3 separate regions of the Mus musculus genome follow, and regions 1 and 2 are each linked to region 3. Evidence: chromatin contacts called from public HiCAR-type data. All regions are on one chromosome and are shown on one strand. Each heading gives the region's core, a stretch centred on a gene start, on an enhancer-like site or on the middle of the called end of the contact. The rest is flanking DNA. Distances are from core to core; before and after follow the strand shown. Region 1 holds the start of Nkx6-2 (NK6 homeobox 2). Region 2 holds the start of Zfp511 (zinc finger protein 511). Region 3 holds the start of Ptdss2 (phosphatidylserine synthase 2).

Region 1 (3,082 bases), core at 80-2,579, 1.5 Mb after region 3:
GCAGCAGTGGACGTTAGGCCCCTACGTGAAGCCTTTAGGATCACTTTTGCCCGTAAGACAGAAACCTTGGAGACCAGGGCAAAAGGGGAAAGTCGTTATTAACAAACTGCACAGGGCCTCTGCTTAAATCGCCAGGACCGGAAACAGTAGATTCTATTTCCACAGGTTGTATCACAATCAGTACTAGGTATTATGAGGTTAACAGTAAGCACTGCTCAAGAGGAGGAAAGAAATAAGCGCCAGCGTGCTACCTTCTCGGATCCTGCTGTGCGCCGCCGCACTAGGTGGCTGCAACTTCAGTTAACTGCCCAACAATTTTATGGAGTGAGAGGCCCCTGTACTAGAAAAGAAATTAAGGCCTAGTGGGCTCTACAGGCCGGGTCTATAGCCAGTGCTCTGTCCGCTAGACTGCAAACGCATACCCAGCCGAAGTCAGTGAGTAAGGTGATCCTTTCGTCCTGGTTCTTGAATTCCAAAACCGCTGCATTCTGGCCCGAGGTCCAGCTTGCCAGAAAGCAATAAGCAGGAGAATTCTGGTCCTGGGCCTCAAAGTCTGGACACGGGTAACCTCCTAGGTGAGTGCCTAATAAGCATAAAAGTTCAAGGGGGACGGCCTAGCCTCTCCCAGATACCCCAACCCAACTTCAAGGATTTCAGAACGGGAGGACAGCATAGGTTGTGTGTGTGTGTGTGTGTGTGGTAGTAAGGTCACCGGTTGCCTGGAGCCATCTAAAGTCAGTGAGTTCAGTTGGCAGAGTTTGGCAGATCTGAGGAAGCCAAATCTATCTGGTCCCTAGAGTCCACCCTTTTTCGTTCAAAATCCACCCAGAAAAGTTATACCCACAAGTTCACAACAGCCCACACCACCACGAGCTGGGAAGGAGAAGGAACCCCAGTACAGGGCTTGGGCCCTGATCCAAGATGGAGTGCCCTGACCTGTGGCGTCCAGCCGTCCCAGGCTCTTCCCTGAACTAAGCATACTGAGCTTGAGCTTTCGGAGTGGATCTTGAAATCTACATTCTTTCGGTCGATAAAATATGTTCTCGTATTTTTTCCTGATTTTCCCATTAAAACCTTTGCCTAACTAAACTCCCATCCAACGGGATTTATTTCATCTCTAGGGAGATAAATCAGGGGGCAAATTTACAGTCCCGGAGGCACCTGCCTCGCTAATGGGCCCTTCATGGAGTGCATGGCCGGCGGGGGCGCGCGCAGACGGGCCGGACGCTGGCCAATGGCCTGGTCGCCAGTGCCTTCAGCCAATCAGCGCGCGCGCCGCGCCCAGGCCCCGCGGTTATCAGTGCGTCCATCCCGCGCGGCGCCGCTCCGACCTGCCCCGGAGCCGCCACTGCCGCTCCCGCCGCCCTTAGTATCCCTGCCTTCTCTCTGACCGCCGCCCATTCAGCGCAACAGCCGTCGGTCCTCTCGCTTTCCCGTAGGGGCCGTCGGCGTTCGTTTGAAACGCGGTCCACCCGTCCCAGCGTAGCCGGCGCTCTTCGGCGCCGCGCGCAAACTTCCCGAGCCGGCGGGTGCGGGCGGTGGCAGCGGGGCCCGGATGGGCGCCCGGGTCGGAGGCGGCGGCGCCCATGGACGCTAACCGCCCGGGTGCGTTTGTGCTGAGCAGCGCGCCTTTAGCCGCGCTGCACAACATGGCTGAGATGAAGACGTCGCTGTTCCCCTACGCGCTGCAGGGCCCGGCGGGCTTCAAGACACCCGCCCTAGGCAGCCTTGGCGCGCAGTTGCCTCTAGGCACTCCGCACGGCATCAGCGACATCCTGGGACGGCCGGTGGGCGCAGCGGGTGGCGGCCTCCTAGGAAGTCTGCCCCGTCTCAACGGGCTCGCCTCGTCTGCAGGTGTCTACTTCGGGCCCGCAGCCGCCGTGGCTCGGGGCTACCCCAAGCCGCTGGCGGAACTGCCTGGGCGCCCGCCCATCTTCTGGCCTGGGGTGGTGCAGGGCTCTCCCTGGAGGGACCCGCGACTGGCCGGCTCCGGTAAGTGGCCCGCGCGGGATTCGGTAAGGAGAGGGGCTGGGCGCGGGCCTCGGACTGCGCTCACTGGCTCTTCTTCGCAGCCCAAGCCGGCGGGGTCCTGGATAAGGATGGCAAGAAGAAACACTCGCGGCCGACTTTCTCCGGCCAGCAGATCTTCGCGCTGGAGAAGACTTTCGAGCAGACCAAGTATTTGGCAGGCCCAGAGCGCGCGCGGCTTGCCTACTCTCTGGGCATGACCGAGAGCCAAGTGAAGGTGAGCTCGAAATGGGCCGGGGTCCAGCAGTATTGAGGCGGGGCCCGGAGTCCGCGTCCTGCGAACGGCCGGCGAGCGGCGGTTCGGCTGCGGCCGGACCGCGGAAAGCGCTGGCGCCAGGCGGGTCCGGAGTGCTGGTCGGGTGAGGCGAGCCTCGGTGCCCGTCTGATGATCCCTCCCCCAAACCCCCAGGTGTGGTTCCAGAATCGGCGGACCAAGTGGCGCAAGCGGCACGCGGCAGAGATGGCGTCGGCTAAAAAGAAGCAAGACTCGGATGCCGAGAAGCTGAAGGTGGGTGGCTCAGACGCGGAGGACGATGACGAATACAACCGGCCCCTGGACCCCAACTCCGATGACGAGAAGATCACGCGGCTTCTCAAAAAGCACAAACCCTCGAACTTGGCGCTCGTTAGCCCGTGTGGTGGCAGCGCGGGGGACGCCTTGTGAGGACGCGGCCAGGCCGGAGAACCCGAGAACCGGGACTCGCGGCATGCCCCGACGCCAGCCGCCCAGCCGCAGTGTGTATATATATTTTTACAGAATAAGTTATAAAGCGGACGTTGGCGCGGCCTTGGCGTGATGGCGGAGTACGGGGTTTGGGCCGATCACTTTGTATAATCAATAAATTATTTAACACGTCCTCGTCGGAGCCGTGGCTCCCAAGGCTGCACATCGTGTTTCTTCCATACGGAGCTGGCACCAGCGGGCGGGCAGGACCCTGCAGACCCACCTAGCCTGTTCTCTCTGTGGGCGCCAGAGACTGGCGCAGGGGGGCGCGACAGTGCTTGATGACGACCTGGGGCCCGTGTGCGCCTTTGGTTCAGAGGTTGAGTGCCT
Region 2 (3,025 bases), core at 157-2,656, 1.1 Mb after region 3:
CTGGTAGCATCAGAGGGCCATGGAAGACACCACACCAGCACAAGCACTTGCTAGCACCTCACCCTCTGCTCTGTTAGTGTCCTCACTAAGATTTGATTACAGTGTCTGTTCCCAGGCTTAAGACTGGGGACAGTCACAACTGGGTCCCTCACGTACCCTCTGTTCGTCTTGGGCTTATCAAATCGGAAATCCGCAGGGTACAGGTGTAGCCTCACCATGTGATCCTTCCGGTCTTGGCTGGTCTTGAACTTCTCTGGGCAGCTTTCAACCAAGCACTGGTACTACAAAGAATAAAGTGTCACCTCTACTCTCACCCTGCCCTAAGCCCTAATCCCAGTCACCACTGCAGATGCACCCAGTGCAGTCAGCACCCACCATGTCTTGCCTCTGGGCCAGGATCTGAAACAGAGAGTCGTGCCATTCCAGGATGTGGACATCCAGCAAATGCCCAGAGGGGAAGGCACGGTTGCAGAAGGAGCAGGTGTTTCCATGCATCATGTGGTAGTGGTGCTGGTAGTCTTCTATGGCGGCAAACACTTGGCAACAGCCAGCCACCTGACAGGTGAACTCAGGCACCCTGGGAAAGGAGGTGTGTCTCTTGGAAGAATGTTTCCCCCTTCCCCCAACTATCCCAAGGCAGGAATTCCGGCGGAACTTCTTACCCATATTCCAGCTGAGCCTGAAACAAGAAGAGCGCTTCTTGTGCCACCCCAAACCTTACTAACAGACTAGGGGAGGGAAGTCCAGCCAAGCCATGCTCCTGTTAGGGCAGGGTGGTGCTAAGTGGATGCTACTCGGGTGTCAACTGGGAGGGGTCGGAGTCCCAGGGTGTAAGCGGACGAGAGAGGAGGAATCAGGATAGCGCTAGCAAGCCGAGTAAGGCCTCGAAGCCAAGGTGCTCACATGGATTTTTCCGGCGTCTCGGACACTTGCGTGAGCATGTCCTGCAAGTACAGGTGCCGCTGCACATCCCCATCCTACAGAAGACACGCGTCAAGAGCTGTGGGTGGACTCCGGCATCGAAGCCACGCCCTACAGCTCGGAGCCACGCCCCAACCCATAGAGCTGTGTCCAGCCCCTTGATCCGGTCCACAGGTCCGGTCCCCACAAGCCCCGCCCACAGCGACAGTCTTGCTTCTAGGCCCCTCCCTGTGGGGCTCAGGACATCTTCCGCCCGGGTTGTCACGCACCTCGAAGAATTCGTGATCCCGCGGGAAGCGCACGGCACGCGGCGCGAATCGGAAGGGTGCCTCCCCAGCCGCAGGGTTCCTCTCCACGGGCAGCGGTTCGGCTGCCCCCGGCTCCCCGGCCAGGCGGGAATATAGTGCAGGGGGAAGCAACATCACCACGGCCGCCGCGGCCCTTCGGCCACCGTCGGAGGGGTGGTGACGGACGTGACGTCTACTAACTTCCTGTGGCGACCCTGCGGGGCGGGACGCGACGCGCGGAGGTGAGTCAGGGCTGGGTCTGTGTTGTGGCGGGAACTGGTCGGAGAAGGGCGGGGCTGGAGCCGGGCGCGGGATCGGGTACCGGAGCCAGGCTGGCCTGCAGCGGGGAAGAGCCTGATTCTCTTGGGCCTCTGCCGCCGGCGGTTCCGTCCGCCAGCCCGGGCTTGTCTCGCTCCACGGTGCGACTGCCTCTCTGGCTCTTTCAGTCCTCTCCAGGAGTCCAATTGGAGGCAGTGGCCTTGGGAAGTTCGTGGTTAGTGTGACTCCTCTCTTGACAGCCCCGCGGTGACTGCGGTGCTGGCCTGCGGGTTTTCTGCATCTGCTGCTGGTGCTCGGGGTTCAGGGGTGAAGGGATCAGGGCCTGCTGCAGTAGAGACAGGTGTGGAAAGAAACCCTAACCTAAACAAAAAGACGATCGAAACGTGCGGCTGACACTTTGAGGGGCTTTAACTTTGCTCCTCTACCAAAGTAGGTCACCCTCCCCCAGTATGAATATAAGTGTCAAGAAAGAAGGGACGCTACTGTTTAATAGATACAAATGAAAGCCTTTTGGGATTATTCTCCCTCTCTCTCAGCCCAGGCCTTGCTCGGTCTGTTTCTCTTTCTCTCTGTTCTGGATTCTTCCAAATGTCTCTGGATGTTTTCTCTCTTATTTATAGTAAAACCTTCCCCCTAAGGAGAGGGACCTGGGGAGCAGGGAGAGGCACGGGCGGGGGGGCGAAGAAGAGAAGGAGGGAGGGATGAAGGAAGGAAAGCCTTTCTGTAATTAAGCCCTGGAAATGAGCGTTTCTATGTCTTTAGACAGCTGCTTATGACCAGGCGTGATATCATCTCTCTCACTTTTGTCTCTGTAAAAGTATTTGGATTCTTGACATTTTGCAAATGATAAAATGTTTTTGACAGGCCATGTCTTGGTTAGGTGTTTTGTTTTGTTTTTTGTTTTTTGTTTTCGAGACAGGGTTTCTTTGTGTATCCTGGCTGTCCTGGACAACTCACTTTGTTAGACCAGGCTGACCTCAAACTCAGAAATCCACCTGCCTCTGCCTCCCAAGTGCTGGGATTAAAGGCATGCGCCACCACTGCCCGGCTTGGTTAGGTGTTTTGTTTGGGGGCTTTTGTTTGTTTTTTACTGTGTAGTCCTGGCTTGTTCTGAGACCAGACTGGTCTTGAACTAGGAGATCTGTGACTGTCTGTGCTTCCTAAGTGCTGGGGATTAAAGGTGAATGTCTCACACACACACACACTCACACACACCCAGGCCAGCCTGCTTTCTTGCTCAGGGGGTGGCACCCCCACACACAGTGATCCAGGCCTTCCCCCATTAGTCATCAATCAAAGAGATGCCCCATAGGTATTGATTACAGGCTAAATCTGATAGAAACAGTTTCTCAATGGAGATTCCATCTTCTCAGATATGTCTAGGTTTGTGTCAAGTGTACAAAAGCCAACCGGCACAGGCTGGTTTTATTATCTAGGAGCCTGTAGTGGTTCTCAACCTTCCTAATGCTTCGACCCTTTAATACAACAGTGCGTGTATTGCTGACCCCCAACCATAAAACTATTGCCTTACTACTGTT
Region 3 (3,122 bases), core at 50-2,549:
GGGATTGCTTCTTTTCCCTCTAATGTTTTCACAGTCATTAGACGGAATCATATTGAAAAGCAGCTCTGGTTGGCTCTCACTGCAGAAGCTGTCCATAACCCAGGGAAGGTGCTAATAGTATAAGGTCCAGATGCAAAGCTATCTCCCACACCCAACCCACTTTCCTGCTATTTCAACTGTATCTCACCAGTGCCTCAGTTACCACTCCCACTTGCAAGCCAGAGATACAAGCTGACATACACAAGAGTCCCTTGGAGGACCCTATCTGTGTGATGGCACCTTCTCCTGAATTATCTTAACACTTCCAGACCAGGATTCTCTCTGATCAAATGTGTTCTGGACACTGCCACAGCTCTGTTCTCTCAGAGCAACTTCCACTTAACATCCCCTCCAGTGGGAACACATTTGTTTCTGTGCACTTGGGTGTCACTTGCCTGTAGGGCCCACCCTGGGACTCCAGTGTCGCATAGGTGGGTAGAAACTTGGCTGCCTGAAATAAAAGCAAAGCCATTCCTCTCATGAAGCGTGCTCCTTCTCACAAACAAGGAAAGGTGAAGGGTTAGCCCAAGGTCATGGGATTACACCTGGTCAGCCAGGGCGGTGGCATGGTCCTTCAAAGAAGCAAAACACCTGCAATTCCTACGCACTCAACTCCACGAAAGGCAGACGGGGCAACCTGACCCCAAAACTTGTCAGAGGTTGAGTTGTGCAAGCAAGGGTCACTGAAAAGGGTAGCTGTGAGGAAAATCTACCATACAGATATGCCATGCCCACCAGGCCAGTTCAGGGCAACGTTACGGGTGAAGAGCAGGGGAACAACAGCTATCCCCCAGAAAGGGAAACCTGAAAAGTCACTAATATGTAGTGGCCAGGCCTTCCAGAGCTCATCCCGGGGCTCCTCCGATCCGAAAAAACACTCGACATCTCATACGGAGACGACCACGGGGGGTTCCACGAGGGCCGGAGGGAGTGAGGCGCTCCCCTGGCTGATCCAGGCCCTGACGGTTCCCGATTCCAATCTAAACTGTCTGTCCCAAACTCCTGCCCCGACGCGGGGAGACCCTCACCAAAAGAAGGTGTTAGTGCCATCGTCGTAGACTTCAGACTCGGTGCTGCGGCGGCCCTTGAGCAGCGGAGACTCAGATCCCGAGCCTCCGGCGACTCTGCGCTCGCCCCTCCGCATGGCGCCCGGCCTGCGCAGCCCAGTAGGCTGCAGGCGGTGGGCTGGGGTCGCAGTGCTGCCCGGCGGGGTCTCCGCGGGAGTGGGGCGGGGCCGTGAGGCATTGTGGGACGCGTAGTGCGCGCCGGGCCGCAGGGCATGCTGGGCGCTGGAAAGCCCTAAACTGCCCGGTGGGAGGGACGCGGTCCGGTTGCTAGGAGACCGGCCGCGTGCTCCGCCTGACAGAGACTGTACAAGCCGGCTGGCACTGGCTGGTGTTGATAAAGTTCCGAAGACATATAATCTCTGGGGATAGGGACGCAAAAGAGACTCAACCTAAACTGTTGTGGTAGACAGCCCTGCCAAGCAAACTAAACTCCGGAAGCTGAGGCAGGAGGATTGAACGAATCCAAGGACAGCCTGAGTTATTCAAACCTTGAATTAAAAAAAAAAGGAGGCGCCGGGCACTGGTGGCCCATGCCTTTAATCCCAGCACTTGGGAGGCAGAGGCAGGCGGGTCTCTGAGTTCAAGGCCAGCCTGGTCTACAGAGTGAGTTCAAGGACAGCCAGAACTACACAGCGAAACCGTCTCGAAAATGAATGAATGAATGAATAAATAAATAAGATGAAATAGTGATAGAGAAATGGCTTAGCAGTTAAGATCACTGCCTGACCTTCTAGAGGATGGAGTTCAGTTTCCACTCTCACATAGCAGCAGTGGCTCCAATGCCCTCTTCTAGTATCTAGGGCACTGTATACAGTTGGTGTATAGATGCATACACTCAACCAAAACACTTATACACTAATAAATAGATGTAGATAGATAGATAAATTAGATAAATTATTGCCAGACATGATGGCATAGTCCTTTAATCCTAGCACTCAGGTATCAGAGGCAGGAAGATCTATATGTGTTTGAAGCCATCCAAGTCTACACACTGTGAGCTCTAGATCAGCCAAGGCTAGACTCTGTCTCAAACTTTAACGTAAATAAAAATTAATGACTAAATTAGCAGGACCAGTCAAGTTGGATAGTTGAAACTGGTATGGTTAGTTGCTGAGAGTACTTACATTTTGCCAGAGGTAGGGAATGGGCTTCTTGTCTGAGAGTGTGGGTCCTTCTTCAGTTTTCTCAGATGTGTTGGCTTGTGGTGCCACCAGCCTGCAATCCCAGCACTTTGAGGTGGAGGTATATATATCAGGGAGTCTGTGGTTATCCTTCACGTGAGATTAGGAGTTAGATAGATTCCCTGATAGGCAGACAGAGAAGAGAGAGCCTATTGGATATTGAAGATGACAAAATTCAGCCGGGTAGCGGTGGCCCACACCTTTAATCCCAGTACTCAGGAGGCAGAGGCAGGAAGATCTTTGTGAGTTTGGGGCAGCCTGGTCTACATAATGAGATCCTAGAAAACAAAGGCTACAAAGAAAAACTCTATCTTGAAACAAACAAACAAATAAACAATAAGATGGCAGACTCTTGGTTTCTTCTTCACCCTCCTTACCTGAAATAAAAGTCTAGCAGCTTAAAAGAAAGGCCTTGGTGAACCTTTTCTCCACCAGGAGGGTCACCAGTCCAGACAAGCTCAAGGCCAGATCAGGACATGTTTGCCCAAAAGTCGTGGGTTTGTCAGCCTCCCTGTCATTGTTCAAACTGACAAACCATAAATTAGAGGAGTAAGACCCCCCATCCCCCCAGAGATCCTTGGAGCTCTCAGCCTGTGTTGCTGGGTATGGATGGCACCAGTAGTCCAGACCTTTCATTCCAGGTCCCAGGGGCAGGCAGATCTCAGTGAGTTTGGAAGGTTAGTTTAATCTACATAGCAAGTTCAAGTCAGCCTGGGATATATAGTGAGATCCTGTCTCAAACAAACAACCACCCAGCCTTCAAAGGGACTTCAAAAAAGGGCTTCAGAGGGGCTCCTGAAGGCCCCCTTAGATCTGCAGAGGGTCTTTCTAGGTG

What was found. HiCAR-type assays count read pairs that join an accessible place to other places.
Region 1: a contact with region 3 is called in a HiCAR-type map of embryonic stem cells, with 4 times the contacts expected there. The contact joins the promoter of Nkx6-2 here to the promoter of Ptdss2 in region 3. A contact is called at or near these places in 1 of 39 promoter capture datasets (hippocampal neurons) and 1 of 115 datasets of contacts at active chromatin or transcription factors (embryonic stem cells).
Region 2: a contact with region 3 is called in a HiCAR-type map of astrocytes, with 6 times the contacts expected there. The contact joins the promoter of Zfp511 here to the promoter of Ptdss2 in region 3. A contact is called at or near these places in 2 of 39 promoter capture datasets (cranial neural crest and pre-B cells), 1 of 484 Hi-C or Micro-C datasets (embryonic stem cells) and 2 of 115 datasets of contacts at active chromatin or transcription factors (astrocytes and embryonic forebrain).

The regions. Positions count from the first base shown.
Region 1 is chr7:139,581,044-139,584,125 of GRCm38.p6, reverse strand. Nkx6-2 (NK6 homeobox 2) reads left to right here and starts at 1,329. Exons shown (of 3, transcript NM_183248.3): 1 at 1,329-1,992; 2 at 2,073-2,245; 3 at 2,438-2,906. The coding sequence starts at 1,587. The coding sequence ends at 2,692. Gm33031 (a long non-coding RNA gene) reads right to left here and starts at 1,330. Exons shown (of 7, transcript XR_003946896.1): 1 at 1-1,330.
Region 2 is chr7:140,034,772-140,037,796 of GRCm38.p6, reverse strand. Zfp511 (zinc finger protein 511) reads right to left here and starts at 1,406. Exons shown (of 6, transcript NM_027201.1): 1 at 1,191-1,406; 2 at 904-977; 3 at 376-577; 4 at 157-281. The coding sequence starts at 1,343. It overlaps Tubgcp2 (tubulin, gamma complex associated protein 2), which reads left to right and starts at 1,123. Exons shown (of 18, transcript NM_001286007.1): 1 at 1,123-1,450.
Region 3 is chr7:141,129,463-141,132,584 of GRCm38.p6, reverse strand. Ptdss2 (phosphatidylserine synthase 2) reads right to left here and starts at 1,299. Exons shown (of 12, transcript NM_013782.4): 1 at 1,068-1,299. The coding sequence starts at 1,183.